2 separate regions of the Bombyx mori genome follow, and region 1 is linked to region 2. The links are chromatin contacts, called in public Hi-C maps. All regions are on one chromosome and are shown on one strand. Each heading gives the region's core, a stretch centred on a gene start, on an enhancer-like site or on the middle of the called end of the contact. The rest is flanking DNA. Distances are from core to core; before and after follow the strand shown.

Region 1 (6,193 bases), core at 2,489-4,988, 83 kb after region 2:
CATATGCGTGTAGTAAGAAGCTCAATACGACAAACAAACAGTCCAATTTTATTTATATGTATATTTTAATTACGACGAAAGCAAAGCATGAAAGAGGATGCGAATGTTGAGATGGATGTGTGGAGTGACAAGAATGGACAAGATAAAGAATGAGTATATCAGAGGAAGTTGAAAGTAGCCCCGGTAATCAACAAACTAAAGAGCGGACGGTTAGCGTGGTATGGACATATTGTGATGCGTAGAGAGAAGATGCATCTGACTAGGAGATGTATTGAAATGGTAGTGCAAGGTAGAGGGGAAAGAGGTCGACCAAAGAAGACATGAATGGAGTGTGTGAATGACGATTTGAGAGAGAGAGGAGTGAGTGTTGTGATGACGGCTGATAGAAGAGAATGGAAGAGAAAAATTAGCTATGCCAACCCCACCTAGTGGGATAAGGTGGAGAAAAAGCAGATTATTAATTAATTAGCTAGCACGTGTATTGCTACTTCCAATCATTTTGGGCTGACTGCTGATGTAATTAATCATGGAGTTCTTAGGTTACATTAGATTCGAACTTAAAAAATAAACTTAATAATGTAAACAAACTTAAAATATAGGATATGATAACTCTATATGTATAGCAGCGGTAGGCAGTGGCTTGGTTCTGCCCCTGGCATTGTTGAAGTCCATGGGCGACAGTAACATCAGGTGGGCCGTATGCTCGTCCGCCTACAAGGTCAATAAAAAAAACAGCGATAGTCGGAGATGTAGACAGAAACAATAAGCCAATAAGTTTCGTAGCCAAAAACCGCCTTGAAACTCCTGTATCCCTGTTCAATTACCGTCCGTCGCTGCTCTTTACGCCTGTCGAAAACAACAGAGAAAACAGTAAAATTAACATTTTACTTTTTGAAACATCGTCGACCTCATTACATCTTTTGAGGTCACACAAGACGAAGATTCTTGTTTAGTATTTAACAACGCGTACATTAGTCATACTCATATCATATATTCTGGGCATACCTACTCGTATATGTGTGTGCGCCTTGGAGCGACCTTTCGCTCTGAAACGCATCACAAAATAAATTTTAACATTACTGTCGCGTACAAGGGGAACTACTGGTTTTTTATGGCATGGGATTAAATTTGTACTTGTTATACACATATTCGTGGGCGATGGAAAAGAAAAATTGCGCTACGAATTGAGAGCTGATGGAATACAGTACAGATCAGAGGAATAGGTCATGGCCACACAGTGTCTAGTGCCTATAGACATTACCGATAAAAGGTCGGAGTCTCAATCGTATAGGTTATAGTATATAGACTAAGCCATTCTTCGAAGCGAAACAAGTGAGCCATACTTTCATGGGATTTCCGAACTTACGGGTAATATTTTTGTAGTCGTATACATGTATTATCAAATTTCTGAAATTCTATTATTACAACGTTAATCTCTTTCTACTGCATTTAATGTGTACAATAATCATGGTACCGGAAGCATATTCGATTTGAAAAGCTAAAATCACAATCCTGGAATTATCCACCATACGATTTACGTAGATACATTTTTTAGCACTTTCAAGAGAAGTATCTTCAAGTCTGTTTTTCGAGCTCACACCCTATTTTGTTTTAAGCGGCTACCGGAGCTCATAGACATCGACAACGTAAATGTCGCCACCCACCTCGAGACATGAGTTGACAGATCTACAGTACAACTTGGAAATTGGCAGAATGGTGGTGCCTACCCGAGTGAGCTGATAAACAGCCCTACCACTTTGACGTCGTCGTGGACTAAAGGATAAGACGTCCGGTGCATTCGTATGTAGCGATGCATCGGTGTTCGAATGCGGCAGGCGGGTACCAATTTGTCTAATGAAATACGTACTCAACAATTGTTCACGATTGACTTCCACGGTGAAGGAATAACATCGTGTAAATAAAAATCGAACCCGCAAAATTATAATTTGCGTGTGGTAGGTGGTAGGACCTCTTGTGAGTTCGCACGGGTAGGTACCACCGCCCCGCCTATTTCTGCCGTGAAGCAGTAATGCGTTTCGGTTTGAAGGGTGGGGCAGCCGTTGTAGCTTTACTGAAACATTAGAACTTATATCTCAAGGTGTGTGGCGCATTTAAGTTGTAGATGTCTATGGGCTCCAGTAACCATTTAACACCAGGTGGGCTGTGAGCTCGTCCACACATCTAAGCAATAATAATAAAAATAAAAAAAACGCCAGTCCCTTTTGGAGTTTCTTTTTCTCTAAAAAGTATCCCATTTGTTATATACGCGTCAGCCATGTTTCCGTTTAAATTTGGTTAGCCATTTCAGAATTTCAAAGGCCTTGCGCGCGGGGATTTTTCCTTTAATCGGTTCTCGAATTATTTAAAGTGAGCTTGTCTTATGAGTCGCTTGCCCACAGAGATTCGCGCACCTAGTCGTTCTAGACGAACGAAGCCGGTTTCTTAACTCTCAAAACTGCGTCTCTTAACTTACTCTTTCCTACTTAGAAGAGTCCGTAGACACAGTCTCGTCCATAGACAGGATCTTGCAAAGGTACAAAAACCATGACATTTTAAGTAGTGGTTCAAGTTCTAATTATGTCTACAAATCCTTTTCGTAGACACCACCTACACAAAATCAGATTCGTGCGTACTTAGTACCTTCCTTGGGCTCCCAACTAAAGTATTAAAACAATTAATGGAAGATATCTCAATGTGATCGTCGCTTAGACATGTATAATGCATCAGAATCATTCAGGTACATTTTTCAATTTTCAGTATTAAAGTTGAAGGAACGGATGTCGGTTCGGATGCCTGAGGCCGCGTAGTATATTGGCAATCATATTCGTACTTCCCTTGTCATACGACGGAAACAAATGGTGTAAGCAAGGTTACTTAAATCTTGTTCGCGATTCCGAATTTCTATTATACCAGACTACATCAGAACCAAATTAACTTTTCCTTTTAATAGTACCTATCTGTGTAAACACAGACACAAACACCAACTTAAGTTAGCTTAACTGTCTCCCTAAATATATACGTATGTTTATATGACGTCGTCGTGGCCTAACGGATAAACGGATAAGATGTCCGGTGCATTCGTGTTGAGCGATGCACCGCCGGTGCTCGAATCTCAGGCGGGTACCAATTTTTCTAATGAAATACGTACTCAACAAAATATGTTCACGATTGACTTCCACGGTTAAGGAATAACATCGTGAAATAAAAATCAAACCCGCAAAATTATAATTTGCGTAATTACTGGTGGTAGGACTTGTGAGTCCGCGCGGGTGGGTACCACCATCCTGCCTATTTCTGCCGTGAAGCAGTAATGCGTTTCGGTTTGAAGGGTGGGGCAGCCGTTATAACTATACTTGAGACCTTAGAACTTATATCTCAAGGTGGGTGGCGCATTTACGTTGTGGATGTCTATGGGCTCCAGTAACCACTTAACACCAGATGGGCTGTGAGATCGTCCACCCAACTAAGCAATAAAAAAAAAGTTAGCTTAAGACCTTTAGTTCTATTTTATGTAGATATTCTATAACTATTTTTTTTTATGCATCTCCTCTCCATTCTTAAACCATTATCCTATTGTGATGTCACTTAATACAGCTGTGAATGTTTCAGTCATAGTAATATCCACGTACGACAGGTAGCGCGCGAGTAGCTTTATCCTTTGGCCACATGCGATAACTCTCAATATATTTTGTTGTTACTGCCATCTAGTGTTGGCTTGCATAACTACCAAAAGAACATCTCAAACGAACAATCGAAATTTTTGACAACAGATGACACTGGCAAATTGTTAATAATGGCCTTAGTAGATGTCACTGTTATCAATATTTTTATTTCATCCAGAAATTCCAAAAGGCTCTTTTTTTTCCCTACCTATGCTGATGGCCTTGAGAGGCTATATCAGCGGAATGCTCTAATAATAATAATAGGTATGGCACTGATCAGTTATATTTAAAGTCCGCTAGATGTCACTCTTCACCAAACACTTTTAATTACGGTTGACTTTATTTTCCCTACCTATTCGCTAGCCTAAGGGGCTACTGCAGCTACGCCCGGATGTTAAGTGACCTCACGGGCTCTACCTGAGAGAACTTGCTAACACCAGCCCTAGTAAATTATTATTAATTATAAATATTCGCAGAATATGCCACTAGATCGTAATCACGACCTACTGAGAAGATCCGCCGAGAAACTGAATAGGTAATTGATTAATAATTCATATAGTGCAACAGTACTTAATTCAGAGAAAACAAAAATATGGTTATTAAATTTATATTAAATTAATATATTTTACCGAACGATAGCCCTTGTTTCGCACGCTAGCAAGATCCTACTCCACGTCATAAACAGCAGACTAAAATCGTTCCTTGACTGGCAGATACCTCAGGAGCAGGCAGGTTTTGTTAGGGGGAGGGGCACAAGAGAGCAATTCTAAACTTGCGACTCATTGTAGAGAAATGCTATGAGTACAACACACCTGTCTTTATGTGCTTCGTAGATTATAAGAAGGCCTTTGATTGCGTGAAATGGGAGAAACTGTGGGAGATCCTAAGTGATACAGGAGTTCCGAGTCAACTTGTTATGTTGATTCGCAACCTGTACGAGTCGGGGTTTGGGTCTGTCTCTATCGAAAATGCCACTTCAAGTAAATTTCGTTTCCAGGAAAAAGGAGTCCGGCAAGGATGTGTTATCTCACCTATTCTCTTCAATATTTAAGGGGAATATATTATTATAATGCGCCAGACTTTAGAAAACTGGGAAGGAGGCGTTAGAATAGGGGGAGTTCAGATAACGAACCTGAGATATGCCGACGACACCACACTTCTTGCATCATCTGAGGCGGAGATGAAGGAGCTTCTGCACAGATTAGAGGCTATAAGCCTAAACATGGGACTAGTAATTAACAAAAGGAAGACCAAGCTGCTAGTCGTAGACCGCTTCTCATCCACTCAGCGTACGGAACATTTGGCAGAATACGAGGCCGTAGACCAGTTTGTCTACCTTGGTTCTGTGATCACGGATAAGGGGAGCTGTGAGCCTGAAATACGCCGACGAATTGGAATGGCTAAAACAGCTATGACGCAGTTGAGCAAAGTTTGGAAAGATCGTAATATTTCGAATAGGACCAAAATACATCTTGTGCACTCACTGGTCTTCCCAATCGCTCTCTATGGAGCAGAAACATGGACCATAAAAGCAGCTGACCGGAACAGAGTTGATGCTTTTGAAATGTGGTGCTGGAGCCGCCTATTAAGGATTCCATGGACAGCCCACCGCCCGAACATCTCGGTCCTACATCAGCTTAAAATGGAGAACGCTCAACGCCTGTCTGCCACCTGTCTGCAACGCATAATGCGCTACTTTGGCCACGTTGCTCGCAGAGGTGTAGACAACTTGGAACGTCTGATGGTCACTGGGAAAGTAGAAGGAAAACGTCCTAGAGGCCGGAGCCCCAAACGTTGGTCCGACCAGATCTCCGAGCAAACCAGCGGACCACTTAGCGCTACTACACCAGGCAACTGACCGGAACCGATGGAGGCTGACAGTCGACAAGCTAAAACGGAGTCCCGATCCTCAGCAATGAGGGAGCGATGGAGAAGAAGAAGAATATATTTTTCATGTTCGACGTAATATATTAGTATACAAGATATGCTATTTGGAACAGGCTTATGTATTCTGACAATTTAATCTCCAAACCTAGTAAACTACTACTAAATTTCACTTAGTTACATAATTATACACAAAATAATCAGCAAATACGTATGTACCTATTGTGTAGCGTATGCTTAACATAGCAGTCGTAAAATACTATATCAATCAATAGAAGTCAGCTGGATATCAACAAATACGTACGTAGCCCTTGAAAATAAGTGACTTGCGTCATAGCGTTGTTGGAAGTGTCCACTTTACAGTTTATTAGAACAACGTATAGAATCTTCTGTTCCTTTATTTATTCTCTAAGCAAAACAGCATCGGTAACTTGTTGACTTATCTAAAAATAAACAACAATGTCAATGTTAACGAGTAAATCGCGAAACCTTACCTAATTATTGATAATAATATCAGTTATTTCAGGGATTAAGTTTGCTGACAGGTGTCAAGTTTTCTGACACCTGTCAGCAAACTTAATTTCAATTACGTGAGACTAATTATTTCTTTGTCCGTTTCCTGTTAATGTATCCTACAAGTGTTGTCG
Region 2 (6,507 bases), core at 1,505-4,004:
TTAAGGAATTTTATTGACGTCTACGAGATTCGGACCTCGGCAAGGAGACACTGCTTGTATTAAATACACTCGACAAAGTGGTTCGACCAAGACTGCCAGATTAATTAATTTTCCGAATACAGAAAAACATTGATTTCCGAGTTCAATTTCTCTTACATTTTAGCCATATCGTGTCAGTCGTTTCCACGTACCGTATTCTTTACGGTCTTATTCATAATAATTTATCGGAATTTTATAGGCTCGTTCTAACGGCACTGTCAAAAAGTGTTTTTCATAACAAAAATGAATAGAGCCATATGTTGAAGATGTAAACTGCCATAAGCAAATTGTTTATAATGAATTATTACTATTTTTTACAATGATATAACGTCGCCCAGTCTGATCGAACACTGATGAAAATTGAACTGTTCAAAAACTAAAGTGATTTCGTTAATTGCGATCTAAACAATCAGTGCTGTAAGTTCAGTTAGCTGCTGATTGCCAAAAGATTGCCAGTAGATTGTATATTGCCAAAACATCATTTACATAACCCTTTTGAGCAGTTTTCTTGTAACAGGCTCAAATGGAATAAGGTAATACGAATAAAACCTTTTTTATATGTATAAGATAGGTTTTAATACAATGATATTCCGATTAACATTTACAAAATGCATTCTGAAAATACAATTCAATACAATCTTATTAGTAAAATAATAATGAACATTCAAAAAACGTGCCAGCCCTAGAACCCTAATAAAAGCTACGCAAAAAGCTACTTTTTCAATTGCCCAACTTTTTGTTACCCCGTTTATTAGCAATTTGAATAAACACTTAATAATGAGCTTAATAAACTGTGAAATGTTTCATTTTATATTAACGTTTAGCGAGAATATAAATTTGAGGGTTCGCTGGTAACGGGCGATTAGTATTTTACCACCGTAATTTCTTGGTTTCTTGGTTATTGCGAGCGGAAAGCAAAACGAAGGGATACAACAAGTCTTAGGTACTTGTGGCCCCTGTGTAAGGTAAGGCGCGCTGTAAACTTGCACAGGTATCGACTTCCACTCGAGAAATGTCGCCACAACAAAGAGCCATTCCCGCTAGGATACCCGCTCATTCTGACCTGTTAGATCACTTGAAACCTCTAGTCAACTCTAGTGCAACGGAGAAACTTCGCTTGTCTCTGTAATTTGTACCGTCTCCCTGAAATGTCCGCTGAAGGATTGTTTGCGATAATTCCGACAAAACCTATTTTCACTGGTGTATTAACGGTGCAATCCAGGATTCTCCGATAATTTGGCGTATCGCGACGGCCAGCAGAGATTATAGAACCCCGGTAACCGTACTCGTCTAACTCGACAAAGAGGTCGGCGTGCAACCCTACCCATGCATCAGCCCGCTAAGTTTCTCGCCGGATCTTCTCAGTGGGTCGTGATTCCGACCCGGTAGTAGATTCATTTGCGAAGTAATTGCTCTTGAGTTGTTACATATCCTTCGGAGGCGCTCGGGCAGTTGTTAGCAAATCCCACCCCTTCTGGCTGAGCGTTTGCTCGCCCACCTGTCCTGGTGAAACTGGAAAGGCGTCCGGGCCACCAGTAATCTTTCAATCATAAAAAAAAAGATTATAGAGAAACTTGTTGTTCAGGGTAGGGTCAATGGTAAAATATATCGTGGACAAGGCTCCACGTGCTGGACTGATCAAGTAAAAACCCTTACCAAAACCGCACGAGTGCGTGCGCCAAGCCTCGATATGGAGAACAGCTGTTAAGACTTTCATTAACAAGGATTCCACATGACCACGACTGCTCTGCCTAGAGTAACCGACTATGATGATTCTTAATTTTTCGGGTTTCGTAAATATAAATTTCAATATGAAAGAATAATAATAGTAACAGGAGACAAATCACACACGGTCATCTGTGGGCTTAGTGCGAGTTTTTTAACGTTCTCGATAGCGTAAAAGTTAACTCAAATTTGTATACAGTTTGAATAGCGTCCCCAGCGGCAAACGATAGACCTTAATTACGTTAACGTTAATTAGGTTGCATTTTGGAACGAAGTTCCTTACGTTCCTTCGCAGGCTTGGAGGAGATAGGGATTATGCTGCGCGACCGAACTGAAAAAAATGTGATAGTAAAACCGTAAGAAAAAGTCCGTGGAATAAAACCGTTAAATGAGACGTGCGCAGGCGCGACAGTCGTATACACAAGCGAGTAGTGTATAATACCTTTCTCTTTCTTATTCTTTCTTTTCGTTCTCTCATCCCTTCTCTCTCTACTTTGTATTTATTTCTATTTCTATGTAATTTTATGTTGTCAAACAAAAATAAAGAGACATATTTTGTTATTTTAATTGATAATTTGAATTACGATTTTTTTTTATTTTACGTAATTTATTATTTCCTGAAATACTGAATTTCCTAAATACTTTCCTGTACTTAAATAAAAACTAATCAGCAAAATTTAAGAGAAAAATCAAGAAAACCTATATAAAATTGAGCACGATTTTTTTTTTCAAGTTGTGTCGATTCTACATTAGGCGAAGGAACTTCGTTCCTACCTGGTGTCCCACGACACCACATCTTTTTTTAAGCTATACGTTTAATAATTAGAAGGAGTAATTTAACATTATCAACTGTTCATTATAACAATCACAACTCATGGTATAATAAAATCGAAAACAGTTTAAGAAAATATTTTTGTTGATGAAAGTGACATCTAGTTGTCAGGAAATACAGCATTTTGTTTGTTTTGACTTAGTACACTTAATTCTCAACAGGTGTCACTTTGAAAAGAAATAAAAATAAATACTCACAGCAAGACAAGTACTTGTAATAATACTCGCCAGAATTTCCAATTATTTCTTTAAATTAAAATTATTTCATTCTTCTTGTTCATGAGCTATTTATCCAAGGTTGTCAGACAACTGCAAAGGCACAACTACTACAACTTTCACTACAAGAGCAAATCTGACCAGTGTGCTTAGTGCGAGTTTTAAAACTTAACTCAAATATATGTGGAGTTTGAACAGCTTCCCTTCGTTGCCGCTAGGGGCGCTGTTCCAATTCCGTACCACTTTGAGTTAACTTTTACGCTATCGAGAAGTTTAAAAACTCGCACTGAACACACAACTCTTCAACTGCTTGGAAACCGTTCACTTTCAACCCGTACTTGTTCCTTAAGCCACGCCACACCGTCCCAAGGCAATAATAATATATGTCTAATGTTATCATTATTAACTTTATTATTATTTTTGTTATTAAGTTTATTCTTCGAATAATATCATACATTTTTTTTTTAATAGGCCTTGTTCTGCGACTTCTGTTGTTTTTAAATTAAACTTAAAACACCATTGCCATCTATTGTGAACTTTCGGAAACAATCTTGTATGTTGATGATCATGACATCTATTATTAAGCTAATCCACTTTTTTATGGCTTAATATTAATGGAAATAGATGGCGTGCCTTTAAATTTTCAAACTTAGTCAAACAATTTTGTTTTTATTAACGGACTTCGAGGAAGAAGGTGAAACAAAATAGGCAAAGTTAGTCCTAACACAGCTTATTTCTACACTGGTGTAGTAATAAGAGTCTTTGCTGTCTTTCTTCCATTATGAAGGGTATGATGAGCATCTCTCTTCCGTGACCCTGACATTATCTCGTCTATAGTGGCGGTGATTTCTTACCCTTGGGTAAAGCGTAGGCGTATGTACGTAATACGACTAAGACAGAATTCGACCTCATGTCTCAAGACAGGCTCGTATTATTTTTATTGTATTCATATTATTACACCGGTGAAAACAATGCCATCTATCGTCAGATAGCAGAAACGAATATCAAAAGAACTATAGAAATCGAGAATGCCCGATAAGTACAACGCCATCTATAGTCAAGTGGCGGAAACGCATATCGAAAATACTCGACTTGTGAGGATGTTTTCGATAATTCTAGGAATGTCATATCGACTATAAAAGCGTTGCAGGGAAGGCACTCAGTCACCGGTCATCGCTCTCTTCAAACTCGTCGCTTGCGACGAAGGGCTCGGCGAGTAAATTAACCCACAGACACAGCGTTTCCGATCCGGTGGTAGGGCTAGCTAGGGTTAGTGTTAGTGTTAGCAATGACGTCAGCTTTGAGCCCCGTGAGCTCACCTACTACCTACTTAAGGTTACGCTCAAAATTAAATGGTCTCTCAAGACTTAAGTAGGATAAAAAAACACTCAGTCAGTCAATAATCGGATCTACTCGAAGCGAAACAGCGAACGGATCACCTGAAGCGAAGCGGAAGAAGTGAATTGAGAATTTTAAAGTATTCGTTAAGTATTTTAAGTGTTCTAAGTGTTATTACCGTTTCAAGTTGTACTTCGGTAGAATTTTTATTTATCCTGGACCCCAGCGCGTAACAATATGTATTCCGTTAGCACGTCCAAATGAAACACAAACCCTTTTTTAAGGAAAAAAGCAACTATGAAAAATTATAAGATAAAACGTTTGTTTAAAAATATAATGGATTACAATATATTTTAATATTAGGATTGTGTTACACATACGTACATACGAAATCGGTAAGCTGCGGTTTTGGTAAATCCAGTTATGATATTATTATTCGTTTTAATTAACATACTGCTCTGTAAATTTGTTTTAGCACTCGGAGGGCGAACCGTCGATAGATCGACTCTCTGTTAATGCGTATAAAGTTTTTTTTTATGATGGTAGGATTACTGGTGTACCGGAGGCCTTTCCAGTTTCACTAAAACAGGTGGGCGAGCAAAGGCTCAATCTCAATCTGTAACTATACTGGAGACCTTAGAGTATTATATCTCAAGGTGGGTGGCACATTTACGTCGTAAATGTCTATGGGCTCCAGTAACCACTTAACACCAGGTGGGCTGTGAGCTCGTCCAATCATATAGCAAAAAAAAAACTGTGAATTTATTGTGTGCATTGAATTTTGTGTGAATTGTATGAATTGATTCTATAGTTACTTCAGTCATTGTGGGCTAAAGACGCCCGGCGTACATACTCTTTAAGAGCGTGTTGAGATACCCCAAGCCCACTGAATTTCTCGCCGGATCTTCTCAGTGGCTCTATACTATATGACACTATAGTATAGCGTAGTCTGAAAGCAGCTTTAGAGTGCGAGGCCTCATGATACGCACTCCCATCCGCCAGATTTCTAGCCCGTCGTATTGCTTGATGTTTCAACTGTATGATATGACGGCTGTCGCATATCGGAGCACGTGACTGCGGCATAAATACACAGGATCACCATACCTCCCAGTGTGAGGCAGTGTGAGCTCACAGCATGTGCGACCACTAGGCCAATTAAATACAATTTTTGTCCCTTTTATCATTTAAAATTAATTTAGCCCCAGGCTGATGATGCTTTTAGTAGAATATTCAACAACAACTCGAGTTAAGTTAGCGCGTTTATTTAATTTCGTACAAAATTTATCTTGGTTGTTTTGTGCAAGCCTACGTTGTCGCCACTGTAATGTAATGTTATTTTGTTTCCGTAGTTATGCAGAAGGAATAAAGGCGGAAATACTTATCACCTTTTTTACTGCCTAAATTATTGGATGAGCTCACCTATGGTTATGTGTTTACAGAAGCCTGCAGATATATGAATATCGGAACTCACCTTGAAACATGATGCTGAAGTCTCAAATGTGTTGTATAGAGGCTGTCTCAACGTTCCGACCGGGACGCGTGTCTGCTCTGCGGCAGAAATAGGCAAAACAATCATACCCATACGTGCAGGCTTGTTCTAATAGGGTGTATACCACCAGTGTTTAACAAAATTTAAAAATGTTACATCCAGAATGCCCAACAGGCTGTACATCATTTCAATATTTTTTTTAGGTTTTCCATCTTTTTTTAAGAAGTATTAGGTTGTAATTCGATATAATACTTTCTGATATAATTAAAGGATTAAAAAGCTAAGAATATAAAAAAACAATTACATAACAATATTTTTTATTTTTCGTCACGAAATTATTTATCAATATAATAATAATATGAAAACTAAACTATTTACATAAATATCTTTAATGAAAAAAATGTTTATCTTTATTGTTTTCACTAACAAAAAATATGTTTTTTTTTTCAAAATAATTCATTAAGTACCTATATCTTACATCACAGCAACCGCTTGGATTTCGAGCGATTAAAAAAATGACAACTTTTTTCTCTTAAAATATACAAGTTTTTTTTTAGTTTTCCGAAACTACTCTTTGGCCAACAGATCTTTTTTATTGCACGTAAAGCGCCAACATCACTTATTTAAACTAACAAACTAAAACATAATAATAATATATTCATCCTATCACTGAGATTGACGAAAATAATGTGATGTTCCTTTAATGTTCATTTAATTAACCTAAATATGAACTATTTAAGTACATTTAATCATAATACGAGTTTATGGCAACCGCTGTTAAAAAACTTAACCTATGTGTGTGATCCTAATAATAAATCATAAATAAGAAAAAAAATTGGAATGTTTTCGAACTACCACAGACTAAACTA

The links. A called contact is a pair of places that touch in the nucleus more often than the background predicts.
Region 1: a Hi-C map of midgut shows a contact between it and region 2, with 2.5 times the contacts expected there. The contact joins two enhancer-like sites. A contact is called at or near these places in 2 of 7 Hi-C or Micro-C datasets (midgut and whole pupa).

The regions. Positions count from the first base shown.
Region 1 is chr17:16,540,328-16,546,520 of ASM3026992v2, forward strand. No RefSeq gene overlaps it. Among protein-coding and RNA genes, the nearest start is that of TRNAK-UUU, 9.9 kb to the right of the region's middle. Within about 2 kb of position 3,739, at least 8 of the 8 cell types and tissues checked have open chromatin away from gene starts, as enhancers often do.
Region 2 is chr17:16,458,792-16,465,298 of ASM3026992v2, forward strand. It overlaps Ets (transcription factor Ets), which reads right to left. Exons shown (of 2, transcript NM_001043437.1): 2 at 5,939-6,507. Among protein-coding and RNA genes, the nearest start is that of Ets, 36 kb to the right of the region's middle. Within about 2 kb of position 2,755, at least 7 of the 8 cell types and tissues checked have open chromatin away from gene starts, as enhancers often do.